2 separate regions of the Danio rerio genome follow, and region 2 is linked to region 1. Evidence: chromatin contacts called from public Micro-C data. All regions are on one chromosome and are shown on one strand. The core of a region is the stretch at or near the end of the contact, and the rest is flanking DNA. Distances in the headings are between cores, read along the strand shown.

Region 1 (7,806 bases), core at 2,114-4,613:
AGCATGCCGATTTTTATCATGGGTATGTAGGACAAATTTATTACTGCGACTAAACAGGTTCTTAATAAAACCTGCACCTGTAGGTATCTTACTTGGGGATGCCATGTTATAAAGGGTAACAAAAAGCACAAAAGAAGACATGACAAAAATGGCAGCCTGAACACCTTGCGTTCCTCTCTGAAAGAAGCTCTGGGGTTCAGATGCAACTGCAATACAGTATGCAACAAAGAACAGTTGGTAAATAGTATTGACAAATCCTCCCTGCAAGCTAAACAAAGCCAGAATGAAAAACAGCACAGAGAATACAACTGGAAAAGGCACTGGAGAATAAGGAACCTGGTTTGTTAGGTGCACTACTAACGCAGTGTATCCTTCAGTGAAATGCAGAATCGATGTGAAGCCATAAAAAGTAGCTGCCATGTGGTCCATGAATCTATAGCTCTGAACACACACACACAGCTGAAAGACACCAGCGGTCCACAGCCATGGCACATGACCAGAGAAAAGAGCAGGGACAACACCAAGCAGAACACAGGCTAGCACACTAGCTGACAACAAATTCATGATTATCCCAATTATCACAACAGCGTTGGCATATCGACCCTGTAACTGTTTGTTATCTTTGTTAAATGTTCCGGGTAGCTGAATCTTTCTTTTGGTAATATAAGACAACAAGCGACCACTTCCAAAGTATGCACCCACAATACAGACCAGCAGATAGCAGACGGCAGTAGCTGCCTTTCCGAAGGCCAGATCTGCAAGGCCAGCAATCTGGTGGGCACAAGCTAAACATATGGTAAGGGCAATGAATGACAGGACAACCTCATGACACACAACAGCCACAATACAAATAACAAGCAGTGCCAGTGTGAAAGCTGCAAGGCCCGGCACCATAGCATCTCTCAGTCCTTTTTGGCCATTTATTATATTTTCACCTGCAAGTATGTAAACTAAACCTGAACCACACCATAAGGCAGACACTGTCAGGCACAAACTACCAAAGAGTACATTGTGGGTCTTGCTGCGTCGTAAACCTAAGAGAAAGAATAAGAAAAAAGACATTTACATAGAGGACAAACAGTTTTATTAGCCCCCCTGAATTATTAGCCCCCGTTAATTTTTTTCCCCAATGTCTGTTTAAAGGAAAGATAATTTTTTTCAACATATTTCTAAACATAATAGTTTAAATATCTCATATCTAATAACTGATTTATTTTATTTTTGCCATAATGTCAGTAAATAATATTTTACTAGATATTTTTCAAGACACTTTAATACAGCTTAAAGTGACGTATAAAGGCTTAACTAGGTTAATTAGGTTAACTAGGCAGGTTAGGGTTATTAGGCAAGTTATTGTATAACGATGGTTTGTTCTGTAGACTAATTTAAAAAATTGCTTAAAGGGGCTAATTATTTAGTCCTCAAAATAGTGTTTAATATAAAAAACCTGCTTTTATTTTAGCCGAAACAAAACTTTTTCCATAAAAAAATTGTATCAGACATACTGTAAAAATTACCTCGCTCTGTTAAACATCATTTGGGAAATATTTAAAAAAAGAAAAGAAAAAAAAGAGCACCATAAAAAGTTTGAAGATTAAGTGTTTAATTTTTGAGGCATTTCCACTACCAGAAAAATAACTGACAAAAATAACAAACAAACCACCCCCCAACCCCACCACCATCATACAGACTTTAAGTGCAAATATATTGCAACAATATTATATAAATATATAAATATATAATAAATATAAATGTGTTGCTTTTTCATGAATAATATGGTAACAATATTTTTGTTAAAAATATTAAGTGTTTATATGTTAATAGCATTTTTGTAAATAAATTAATAATCGCCACAATATGTTACTCTCTGATTTAAATACGATAAAGATTTTTTTTTTTTTTGTATATAAAATCTTATGTGGTTTATTGCCATCAAATAGTGAATGTGAAACACATACAGTACCTGAATAAGCCAGCAGAGAAGCAAATATGAGGAGCAGAATTCCTAAAGCTGTGTCTTTGATCAGGGATTTGTCTGGAGAGCTCGCATAGTTGTTCACCAGTAACAACAACGAACCTATCAGAACATTATCATCATTATTATTATAAGCACAATTCGATATTCAAGTAATTATAATATTAAGTAATTATATATAATTATAATTATTCAGGTCTGTAATATAATAAATACATAATATACTAAGAATATACACACAATAAACTAAGTATTACAATACGCAATAATATATTTCAAAGTGTAAAACATTTACAATAATTTTGTGCATTTTAAAATAAAGTTACATAGCAAAAAAAAATTTTTTTTACTTTAAAAAGGCTAAATAGCAGTTTTAATTGTTTTAAAAATCTTTCGAAATAAACAACTAATCAAAAAATCACAACTTTCTTCTTTTTTTTCAGAAACCTACCCCCAGATATCCCCAGAATGCCAATGGATAAGTGTAATGATTCAGTCTCCGCCATCCTCACTTTTGACGCTCTTCACTCTCTCGCTTAGCTTTATACACACTGCTGACGTTATGCATAGTGATGTCAGATACGCCCTTTCTAAAAATGCCCTTTATTTCCTTCTTTCCTGGTATAGCCAACTAGAAACATTTTCCTAAATGAATTCATGTAATAAATATATAATTTGAGTTATTTAACACATTTAAACCTGTTCTGATTTAAGCAAACTGGTGTTTTTAGTAGCCTTTTTTATTATTAATTCAAACGTAGCCTATAATATAACTTGCTGATTATCTTTTAAATTATATTATAATTATTATGATTATTATTTTAATTAAAATTATAGGCCTATTTATTGTTGTTGTTGTTAATAATATTATTGTTAAAATTATTATTAATTTTATTTTGCAAAAGAAATCGTAAATCATTTTTAATTAGAGACAAACGAAAAAGCATACAACTGGATGCAAAATAATAATAATAATACATGGAAAATAGTGGTTTACTTAGACACCTGCCTGATATATGCGTGGAAGTCTATCTGTGACAATAATCTTTAAAAGTCGATAAAAAAAAGTCAAAGAAAACGGATTAATTTGTCCACAGATGACACACATTCAATCCAATGATTGAATAAAGACAGTCTGCTAGTTTCACAACCTTCAACTCCAAACTTAATGATTTCATTTATAAGAAACGTACAATCAGTTAATGTGCACCAATATAAAAATAGATGAGCTCAGAAAGGAGGGCATGACTAAGCGGTATGCGCGACCTGTTTGAACGGGGACAATAGTTTTTTTTTTTATTTCCTTCCAGAAAGCGCTCACGGGTGTGTCCTTAACTTTTTAACACGCCTTCATGGGCGGTTCAGCTTTTCAAGAATATAAGTAGAATACAGTCTTGCTCATCTTTGAGTGGTGAAAGCAACCTTCAGGAAAAGAGCGCACTTCACTGTAAAGTCAACTACTTTAACGAGGTAGGTTCTGCATTTAATTTCACAACGGCATTTGTAGACTTGAACCTAAAAGTTTCAGATTTTTAAAAACGGTAAAATCATGTTTAAAGTCTAAATTTAAACATAATTTCCAGTATATGTTCTAGTTGTTCTTTAATGCTACAGTTAGTGTAACCATAATTTTGCAACTGTAGAAATGATTTCCTAATACGTGAGGTTTTATCGGGTTCAAAACATGTTGACCTGTTCCCTGGAAACAGCTGTGATCGTGCGTTACCTGGGTAAAACTCTCTGGAGGTGTCATTACCATAAATATTTAAAGCAGCGTGTCAGGAGTTGGCACCTGTTGTTGTCTTTGCTTTTCTTTCATTTTTTTATAGAGTGTCGTGAAATGTATATATTCTAAATGAATACTGTACCTTAAAAGACCAGCATGAATGGCAAACTTCTGTATTGTGTTTAATGTAACAGATAAGATGGCAAAGAAGAGTGTTGCATTAGTTCTGTCTGGCTGTGGCGTGTATGATGGCACAGAAGTTCATGAGGCATCAGCCATTATGGTACATCTCAGTCGAGCAGGTGCAGAGGTAATGTCTCTTTCTCTCTCTCTCTCCCTCTCTCTCTCTCTCTCTCTCTCTCTCTCTCTCTCACACACACACACACACACACACACACACATACAGTTGAAGTCAGAATTATTAAATCGCTTGTTTATTTTTTTCCTCAATTTCTGTTTATCGGAGAGATTTTTTCAACACATTTCTAAACAAAATAGTTAATAACTCATTTCTAATAACTGATTCATTTTATCTTTATCATGATGACAGTAAATAATATTTGACTAGATGTTTTTCAAGACACTTCTATACAGTTTAAAGTAACATTTAAAAGGCTTAACTAGGTTAATTATGTTAACTAGACAGGTTAGGGTAATTAGGCAAGTTATTGTATAACGAGGGTTTGTTCTGTAGGTTATTGAGAAAAAAATATCTTAAAGGGGCTAATAATTTTGTCCCTAAAATTGTGTTTAAAAAAATTTAAAACAGCTTTTATTCTAACAAAAATAAAACAAACAAGACTTTCTCCAGAAGAAAAAATATGATCAGACATACTGTGAAAATTTCCTTGCTCTGTTAAACATCATTTGGAAAATATTTTGAAAAAAAGAAGAACATTTTTTGAAGGGGGCTAATAATTCTGACTTCAACTGCATAAATAAATTGCATATATATAAATAAGCCTATATATACCCTAATAAATAAGATAAATGAATGAATAAGAACAAGGGATGAATTTTGAATTATAGTGTATCACATTTTATCAGACAAAAATAGTTGCACAACACAAATATTTATAAAAGTAGAACATTTACTGAGGGACAAATTTACACTGAGAAGCAGAATCATACCCGATGAAAACTCTAACATAACATTTTTATTAATGTTAAAAAAAATAACTCTTAAAGATTAAACTGCCCAGACAGAACTATAATATCTATAATAACTATAATATCTTACTGTTTCACTATATATTTCTTATAAATCATATGCAGCTGTAAGTAAGCTTAAGATACTTTTTAAAATATAAAAATATTAATTATTCAATTAAAAATAAATAAATAAATACCACCTCATGCCTTGCTTCGATGTTGAACTTTCTGTGTAGGTTACAATATTTGCACCTGATGTTGAGATGATGCATGTGGTGAACCACTGTGAAGGGAAACCTGTGGCAGACAAGAGGAACGTGATGCAGGAGAGTGCCCGCATCGCCCGTGGTGATGTCACAGATCTAGCCAAGCTAGATGTCAGTGCATTTGATGCACTCATCATTCCAGGTAATAAGAGCATCCATGACATTATATAACTCCACAAATAAATGACTAAATACTCTAACAGAACAATCTGATCTTAATGTGTTAAAACTGTATACCGTACATATGAATTTATTTAGAAATTATTCTTCACTAATTTTATCCTACTTTAAACATTGGGCACCTCTTTTATAGGAACCCATCAAATGTCCATGCTATGTTGACAGATTAGTCAGTGATTAGTCATCGATGCATAAACTCCAGTAGGCCTTGTATGTCATTAATGTGTGACTTTACATAAATTGCTGTCTGGAGATAAGGCTTGGTTTGGTTTGTCAAACCAAGTTTATCAATGAGTCCACAGAGAAATGACCAACAAATAAGCCTGCACAGACACATTTACATAGCTGAAATGACCATTTTCAAACTTTGCCGTCCTTTGTAAGGATCTTGTTCTAGCATCTCTCTCTTAATCCATACATATTTACAACACTCAATTACCAATTTTAGGATTTTTGGGGGGTTCAAAATACATATTCTGAACTATTAAGCCTGTAGGTGGTTGTTTTGGGTTAATGAAGGTATTAAAAAAAACAAAAAGGTTATGGGCGATAATGCACTATGGTTGGGTTTAGGGGTGGGGTTAGGTGCCTCGCCTCCTTTTTAAAATCGTACAATTCCTTGTACGATTTTGTACAAATTAGCCACTAAACTGACAAAATGTAAAATACTTACGTTTTCTCGTTAGATCAGGCTGGATTTATCAGTGGGTTGGATTTAAATAGAACATAGTTTAAAAACTCATATTATACTTTAATTTTTATTTTAAAATGTGCAGTATATTTTATAGCACAATGAGCGTATTTATTTTAAAAGAATACAAAAATTTAAGTTGTTAATTCTGTTAATTCTTCATGTGCCATACAGGGGGTTTTGGAGTGGCTAAAAATTTGAGTGACTGGGCCACAAAAGGCAAAGAGTACTCCATCACACCTCAGATCGATAAGGTCATTAAAGGTTTCCACCAGGCAAAAAAACCCATTGGTCTCTGCTGCATTTCCCCTGTGCTGGCAGCGAAGGCTATTCCTGGATGTGAGCTCACCGTCGGTCATGACAAAGTGTGTAAAATGTAAGTTTGGTCAATTTATTTGAATAATAGTTCACATGAAACAGATAAAGGGTTTAATAAAAGTGTGTGGTTACTTATTAATAGGCTTTTGTACTAAGCGTTGTCATTTTTTTCTTAACTGCAGGTGGCCATATGCTCAAGTGGCACAATCCATGGCAGAACTGGGCTGCAAACATGTCAATAAGCATGTTGGCGAGGTACATGTTGATACCAAGAACAAACTGGTGACAACAAGTGCATTCATGTGCAATGCTCCCATCCATGAGATTTTTGATGGCCTGGAACTGATGGTAGCAGATGTTCTCAAACTAGCCTAACTCTGTTATGTGACATTGTTCAAATATTACAATAATATGCATATTTATTTCAACCAGAAAATGTTGTCATTTGATCAAGGAGAATTGAATATAGGTTACATACTGCAACAATTTCAAGTAAAACTGTGTTTTTGAGGTAACCTATTATCAATAAAACTGACTTGAATCTATGCATTTCTTTGTTTATTGAATTTCGTATTTCATTCATATGATTATAGACAAGCTCAATAAGTATTTCACTTCTTCCATCTTGCATTTAGATTGGCACCCTACCCCCACAAACCACACATGTTGAAGTATTTCTAAATTTACTGCAAAAAAAGCAATTATTTTTTAAATTTATGTGATAAACTATATACATTTTATATAAATCATTTGTTACAATAAACAACAAATCAACAAACATATTGTTCCAAATAACTGGCTGACTTACAGTACTTGCTCATTTATATTGTATATTAATTGATTGAAGCTATGTAAACTACAAAAAGCCAAATCAAAATAAAAAATATTGGTCATAATTAATTGAAATGAGAAAGTGGTGCATTTCACATTTTTTATATACAAAAAAAAAAAAAAATGCTGGTCCTGTGCTTTTAAAACTGAATATAGTTAGGCACCTTTGTTACGGTGCGGGTAGCAGCAATATAAGTAAAGACCAAGGTAACCAAGATAAGTAAAATATGTGACAAAACAATATGTACTAATAAATGGTCACCACGAAAGCCATTTACAAAAAAATAAAAATAAAATCTATAAGAAACACTTTGCAATAATTTTTTTTTAATGTAACATATTTACATATTGTGAATTCCGTCCTTCAACAGTGACATTCTTATTGAACTGAACTAAATCATTCATTCATTAATTTTTTTACCGGCTTAGTCCCTTTATTAATCTGGGGTCGCCACAGCAGAATGAACCGATAACTTATCCAGATTTGTTTTACACAGCGGATGCCTTTCCTATCTTCCATAAACACTCATACACAACAGACAATTTAGCCTACCCAATTCACCTGTAGCATGTCTTTGGACTGTGGGGAAAAGCGGAGCACCCGGAGGAAACCAACGCGAACGCGGGGAGAACATGCAAACTCCACACAGAAACGCCAACTGACACA
Region 2 (7,806 bases), core at 3,525-6,024, 660 kb after region 1:
CATAAATCCACCAAAAGCTGCTTACCGCCGCACCAAAGACACAATCCCAATGCTGCTACCAAATGGAATATAATTCTATTACCTCAAAAAAAAAAAAAAACAGATACGGACATATGGAAAGCTAATTGGCCAACTCACTGGGATACTGGCTGGATTATTTCACTCAAAAATAAAGCCTGCATCCGTGAGATTAGTCTGCATGTTAATACCAGAAAGAAAAAAATGTATACACATTAAAAAGCCTTTAGCATTTAATTAAGTATATTATCAAATTAAGGTGTAAAACTGCTTCATTTTAGAAATGCTGTACTTCCTCATGTTTAAATGCAAAATCACCTCCTGCAGAAATCCATCCTCACTGACATTAATTACAGTTATTAAGTTTAGATTTATTTTCAGTCTAAGTAGACCATCAGATAAACCACACTGAATATACGGAGTAAAATGCACTGTTAATGTTTTAAACTTTCAAAAAAAAAAAGAAAAATGAAAAATTCATTGGGCTGAACAAACCTCTTTCAATTGCCCATCCCAAATCTTCAAAGAGGACTTCATAATGCAATTAACCACAGGGAATAATAGTGTCCTGACTATTGTTGGTCATCATTGTGTCCCAAACTCTATGGTGGCACAGGTGCAATACGCCACTGGACATTCTGTGTAGACAGAGTAAGCTCCCATTGCCTTTCAAATCACACCCACATTCACTGAAGCATCAAAGCGTGATGGATTCTGTTGAATACGTGATAATATATTCTGAACTATGATGGAAGGTAGCAACTGACATCTATGGTAGGATACAATTGAAATCAATGGTGGTTTCCAACATTTTCTTATGTTGTGTTCAACAGTACACAAACTTGGAACAAGTGGTGGATTGGTATAGGATGACATAAGTTGGCCAGCGGAGAAATTAAAATGGTCGTGCCCAACTGAGTCTGGTTCTCTCAAGGTTTTTTTTCTTCACTCTCCTATCAGGTGAAGTTTTTTTTCCCTCTCCGCTGTCGCCACTGGCTCGCATGGTTCAGTATTGGTAGAGCTACGCATCGATAAATTTGCTCTTCAGTTTTTGCACTCTCAGTAATGATTTTAAAATCACACTGAACTGAGCTAAACTGAACTAAACTGAACTTAAACACTAAAACCTGAACCACACTGTTCCAGTTACTATGACCATTTATGTGAAGCTGCTTTGACACAATCTACATTGTAAAAGCGCTATACAAATAAAGATGAATTGAATTGAATAAGTTTTATTTTTGAATGAATTACTTTTAAGTGTTGGCCCTCAAATTAAAATGGTCCTACTTTACTTGCCCCCACGTCATTTCAAACCCACAATACTTCCAATCATCTTCAAATTAGGGCTGCACAATATTGGAAAAATCTGAGAATGCTATATTTTGTTTTATATATTGCGATATGAATATCATTTCACAAGACTTTCGTTAATTTGTGAGTGTCAAGTTATTTTCTATGCAGTGAATATGTCCTAAAGTAAAAGTCTAAAAGTATTCAAGAACAGAAATTTAACAATCAAATGTAAAATAACATGTTCATCATTGTATAAAAAATCTTTATCTTTTAAGCTTTAATAAACATTAATAAACAAAGATCTAATACTGTGACATGAATGTTGCAGATTCACACATTGCGTTATCGATGCACAAACAATACATTATTCCGCCCTACTTAAAAACATAAATGCATGTATTCTTTAACAAAATCCTTCTTACAAATGTCCAAAAAAGATCAAATTGAAAAGATCCTTAAAAAAAAAAGTGATTATTAAAGATGCTGCAAAATCTAATGGAGCAAATGAATTCAAGCCTTACAATAGGATTGCTTTGTTTAATAACACCAATAATATAGGCTTAATATAGACTTTAATTCAAATCTATACACACAAATGCTGAGCACATTGCATGTGGTAATCAGATTCTAAAACACATATGTGGTCTGCACAAACCAGTGTGGATTGTTCTAGCATGTAATTTGCCAATGACTATTACAAGCAATGTGACAGTTTATGTGTATAATTGCATGTAAGGTTTCAAGATAAATATTGTATTTGTAATATTGTATTGTAATATTGCTAATTCTGCGCCAATTTTTTTTACATATATATATATATACCTTTATATACTAATCTGCGGATTCATGTATAATGATTTTGAAAGTATAGTAACTTAAAACATTAAATAAAAATAATAACTTCAAACTTTTATTTCCGTTTTACAATGCAAAATTTGATGCACTTATTTGATAAACAAGTCTCTCATATATATATCTACTAAAAAAGAAAATATTACTTTACAAACTGTATTGTAAATAAATTTACTGAATTACTGAAAAAATACTGAAATTAATATAAATACTAAATAAATATAAATTTACACACATTAAGTAAACCAGTAAACAAATTAGTAAATCAGTAGACTCGATGGGCTAAACAATCTACTGAAATCTATTGATTTCTACACATGGGTATGGATTTGGATTTGCAAATGACTGCAGAATGTCAATTTTTGGGTCTATCTATCAATTTAAAGCATTGGCAATTTTGATTTATTTATTTTCAATAAATATTTATTATTTATTTTCAATAAATACTGACAAACAAAAATAGCCTGGCCACCAATCACCAAAACTATTATTATTATAACAAGAATTTGAACAAGAAAGCAAATTGCCATCCATTCTATTGAATTCATATTCATTCTTAGATTTTTTTTTTTTACATTACAAGTAAAAGTACACTGTAAAAAAGTCTTGCTGCCTTATTTTTTATTGAATCCAATTACCTTTTCTAGTCATCTCAACTTACATTAATCCAACTGACTATAAATATTAAGTTAAACTACGTATGTAAACCTGATTAACTAATAGAAATAAGTTAAAGCAAGAAAATATTTGTTATCTTAAATTTTGGTCATTAATTTTTTTTACAGTATATAGCAGATTCCATACATGAAAATTCACTTATTTTACATTTTTCAGCGCTACATGATATTTTCTTTTTTAAATATTTCCCAAATGATGTTTAACAGAGCAAAGAAATTTTCACAGTATGTCTGATAAATGTTTTTCTACTGGAGAAAGTCTTATTTGTTTTATTTCGCCTGGGAAAAAAAGTTTTTAATTTTTTAAAAAACATTTTAAGGTCAACATTATTAGCCCCTTTAAGCTATTTTTTTTCGAGAGTCTACAGAACATCATTATTTATTAACTTGCTTAATTACCCTAACCTGCCAAGTTAACCTAATTAACCTAGTTAAGCCTTTAAATGTCACTTTAAGCTGAATACTAGCGTCATGAAAAATATCTAGTAAAATATTATGTGCTGTCATCATGGCAAAAAAAACATCAGTTATTAGAAATGAGTAATTAAAACTATTACATTTAGAAATGTGTTCAAAAAAAATCTTCTCTCCGTTAAACAGAAATTGGGTAAAAAATAAACGGTGGTTAATAATTCAAGGGGACTAATAATCCTGACTGCAACTGCATGTATAAAGATCAATAAAACCCACCAACTGTCTTCATCCTCAGCTTTAGCACATAACTCCAAGTCAAGCACATCGACTTCATCCAGGGCGGACTGGTCCTTACTTGCTTCACTTGCTCCCAGCATGCCTGAATCACAGTTACTTGTGACAAACCATCCCATGGTTTGTTTGGAGCCAGAAGAACACGGTAAGCTTAGAAACCCATCCTGCTCCTCTACCCTGGAGGTGTCAGGTAGTGGAGACATGTCTTCACTGCCACTGCTGTCTGCTGGAGGAGAGAGCTCCAAGTTCCCAGCCTCCTCTGCTCCGGGAGAAGTGTCCATGACTTTGTGCAGGTTATTAATATTACTTCCTGCTTTGAGGTTGCTATTGTTGGTGCCTCCAAGCACTTGTTTTCTGCTTCTGTTATGAAGGGTTTGATTCTGGACCTCCAGCTGCCGCACCAGATCCTGTAGTTTACGGACTTCCTCAAGCTCCACAGTGGTCAGGTTTGGGTCGAGTTCAGGCTCAGAATTGGACATCACCTTGTCTGTATCACCATTATCCGCTGGCTGAATATCACTTCCACTATCAGGGACCACCATTCTCCTGCAATATGAATGTACAGTGACAACATATGTGTTTCGATAATCAAATATATACTGCAACATAATGTACATGTTTTTAGATAGATCAATTGCAATAAACTAATAAAACAACTCTTTAATCTTCTTGTGTTTCCACCTAAGCAAATATATATTCTCCACAAACTGCTTCATAAATAGTATTTTATCCAATTCTTAAGTAAATAATGGCCAAGTGTTAAAGTGCTGGCAAAATGTTCCCAGCATTGAACAATGACACACAAGTTAGCAATGCAAACCAACCAGCAAACAAATGAGGTTTGCTTAGACTATCAAGGATGTTCTTACTGAATTACAGAAAAAAAGTTTCCAGTGAATTACTCTGTAAAGATAATAAAATGTGTTTGTGTTTTTTAACCGAAACGTGTTTAATAGATAAAATGTTTATGCATTTACATGAACATTTAGCTAATGTTTATGTCAAGTAGAGTGTAAAATGAGCAGCGCTTACAAATTAAATGATCATCAGCACAATAATAAACATACCTCACCTCTCGCCACAGTTTCGGCAAATGTCCGATTTATTATTTCAATATTTTAACAAAATAAATCGATTTTAAAAAGGTAAAACCGCTGTTTTACCGTTGCTATGCTATAAACACAGTATTTTGGCTGTGTTGAGCTAGTTAGCTCGTTTGCTATCGTCGTGGGGGTGATGGACACCATTTGAACCAATCAAATTAGACCGCCAGCCCACTGCAGTAAGCCACAGAAAGTATTTTGAAGTGTAGCCCCACCTAGTGGACGTTTGCGTAGCTCAACGCTCAGTCAAAGTACCCGGTGACGCTCGCTGTTGTAAAAATAACCATATAAAATATTTATGCAGTTACTCTTATTTAGAATTTTTGTACTTGTTAAAATTTATCAGAAAATATACTGCACATTTTTCTGAACTGTAATTATTTAAAAACATTTTGCGTTGATTATAGGCTATTCCAGCAAACACCCGGACACTTTTTAATTGAACTTGTTTCTTTTAAATATATTCACTTTTTAATAATTCTTATCATTAATACTTTTATTTTAGGTTGTGAAGCATTTAATGCATTTTAAAATAAAAATAAAATAAAAAATAAATAAATAAATTGCGCTCATTGTAGTAACATTTCTATTCCAGTAGAGAGAGACATGATCAAAGCAAATTTTCTCTGCAACTTAACTACTGCATACTTTATTTGTTTTGTTTAATCGGAGCAATAAGGTATTAGGCTAGAATTTTTAGGCTACTCTTTTCATTATTTTTTTCATTGGAAATTTACAGCTATTCAAATCCAGATTTAAACTTTCAATTATTTAGTTTAAAAAGACCCATGCTCCTGCCTTCAAATTCAATAAATAAAATTTTTTATTCGAAATTCATTGAATAGATATGAAAGTTAATTATCATATGGAAACTGTTGGCAATACACAAAATAGAGAAATCAATTTGCTTTTGAAAAACACCACTGAATCATTTTAACTTCAACTGTATATAAATCAGGGTTGACCAACCCTGTTCCTGGGGATCTTCTATCCTGCAGATTTCATTTGCAACACATATCAAACACACTTGCCTGTAATTATCAAGTGATGTTCAGGTCCTAATTAATTGGTTCAGGTGTGTTTGATCAGGGTCGAGGCTCTATTCTTTATTCTCCATTGTTGCATCAATTTTTCACCCCAATCTTGTAAAAGAGAAGAGTCAGAAAGTCTTCTCCATCAAATCCTGAACATTCTCAATTAAGTTAAGGTCTGGACTGTGTGGTGGCCATTCCATGTGTAAAAATTATGTAACGTGCTCCCTAACCACTCTTTCACAATTTGAGCCCTATGAATCCTGGCATTGTCATCTTGGAACATGCCTGTGCCATCAGGAAAAAAATTCATTGATTGTTGGGAAATTCATTGTGTCTTTCTGAATTTCTGATGAATGCATTACTCTAATTTATATTTATTTGAGTAATTTCAGTATTATTATTATTGTTATTATTATTATTATTATTATATTGTATTATTACCCATACCTGTGGCATTATTTTCAGGTATGTGTGCTTTGGTAAATAAAAAGTCATTCTATGTAAATGCAGTCAGAGATGAGAAGATAAATTAGAAGAGCAGCATTAATGTTACAATGTGGGTAGAGTTATGGAGGCAAGGCCATAATAAGGACAGCTGTATTCTGTTCTGTAACTCATGATTTGGCACACCTGCATGTGCGCCCACACTCATTTGAAATGACATCTAACAAATATGAGTACCCATGAACTTCAGCTGAACTTACAGTTGACAGCTCAATGGACAGTAAACAAGATATGTTTGTTGAGCATTGTTTTTTGGCTTTTGAAAAGTCATCGCTTTTGAAACAGGAAGGAAGGACGACCTTGACATAGGTAAGACCCCCCGATGGACCCTGGGACTTTATTGGTATATATATATATATATATATATATATATATATATATATAGTTTAGGCAAAAAAAAATTTCCGATAGTCTACAGAACAAACTATCGTTATACATTACCCTAACCTGCCCAGTTAACCTAATTAACCTAGTTAAGCCTTTAAATGTCACTTTAAGCTGTATAGAAGTGTCTTGAAAAATATCTAGTAAAATATTATTTACTGTCATCATGGCAAATATAAAATAAATCAGTTATTACAAATGAGTTATTAAAACTATTATGTTTAGAAATGTGTTGAAAAAATCTTCTCTCCATTGAACAGAAATTGTGAAAAAAACAATAAAGGGGCTAATAATTCAGAGGGGCTAATAATTCAAACTTCAACTGTATATAGGTGGGATGTATAAACCAATATAATATGACGTGACTCCTGTTTATTGCTTATTGTAAGTTAAATACCCATTAATTTATTAGATTGTTTAGAAAAATTACATCATTTTATTTTTTAAATATAGCTATGGTTGCCAGAATTTTACATTAGCAACATAATTTGCTGTTAGCCGGTTAAACAGATTTTTTTGGTACCATTAAAAAAAAATTAATAATTCTTTTAAAATCTCATTTATACAATCAGCACTGAAATGATTTCTCAGCCCTCTTATTGTCAGTTAACAATCCACAGCTCTGAACAGTTTAGCTTTAACCCTAATTAATTACACCTGATGAAACAAAATTCTACTTTTTGTGCAGTGGCATGTCCTTCAACCTTGTTTAAAACCTACGGGAGGTAAGTGTGTTGAAGCAGGGACTCTGCAGCCCTCCAGGAAACACCCAAGCTGACGCCAAACAATTAGCACCAACGAAACCCCACTGTGTTGTCGCCTTGTGTCAGCTCAAGTCTGGACCAAAAAGTACTAAACAGACAGCAGCCAAATGATGTGAAAACACACATTTTGCGCCTACATGGAAGGAAGATAGAGTTCTTAATGTGAGTGGTGACTGAGCTATATATTGTGTGGAAATCTGACAGTTAGGCTGTGTTCCACTTTACTTGCGAACTTCCCTAAGTACTTCCCCTCAGGGGAAACCCCGCTTTCATTTTTCATGTAAACAAGGGAAGCTTACATGGGCATACCCTGGACCCCTCGATTTGATTTTGGATTGAATCTACTCTAGCATCTATACTGTATACTTTATATGTGCCAGAATGCAATGCACTTGTGTCATGTAATTAATGGCATAAATCAGAATCAACAAGATAGAGGGAAGTGATTGAAGGGCATAAAAATGTA

Evidence for each region. Hi-C and Micro-C count contacts between places; a contact is called where the count stands out from the background.
Region 2: a Micro-C map of caudal fin shows a contact between it and region 1, with 11 times the contacts expected there. The contact joins the promoter of zgc:66447 here to the promoter of si:ch211-153b23.5 in region 1. A contact is called at or near these places in 2 of 18 Hi-C or Micro-C datasets (caudal fin and embryo).

Annotation. Positions count from the first base shown.
Region 1 is chr14:11,947,773-11,955,578 of GRCz12tu, forward strand. It overlaps si:ch211-153b23.5, which reads left to right and starts at 3,364. Exons shown (of 5, transcript NM_001386233.1): 1 at 3,364-3,445; 2 at 3,896-4,011; 3 at 5,090-5,261; 4 at 6,165-6,366; 5 at 6,491-6,857. The coding sequence starts at 3,901. The coding sequence ends at 6,683. It overlaps si:ch211-153b23.4, which reads right to left and starts at 2,506. Exons shown (of 9, transcript NM_001305473.1): 1 at 2,427-2,506; 2 at 1,964-2,077; 3 at 1-1,034. The coding sequence starts at 2,481.
Region 2 is chr14:12,607,350-12,615,155 of GRCz12tu, forward strand. It overlaps zgc:66447, which reads right to left and starts at 4,775. Exons shown (of 9, transcript NM_199735.1): 1 at 4,619-4,775; 2 at 3,534-4,097. The coding sequence starts at 4,093.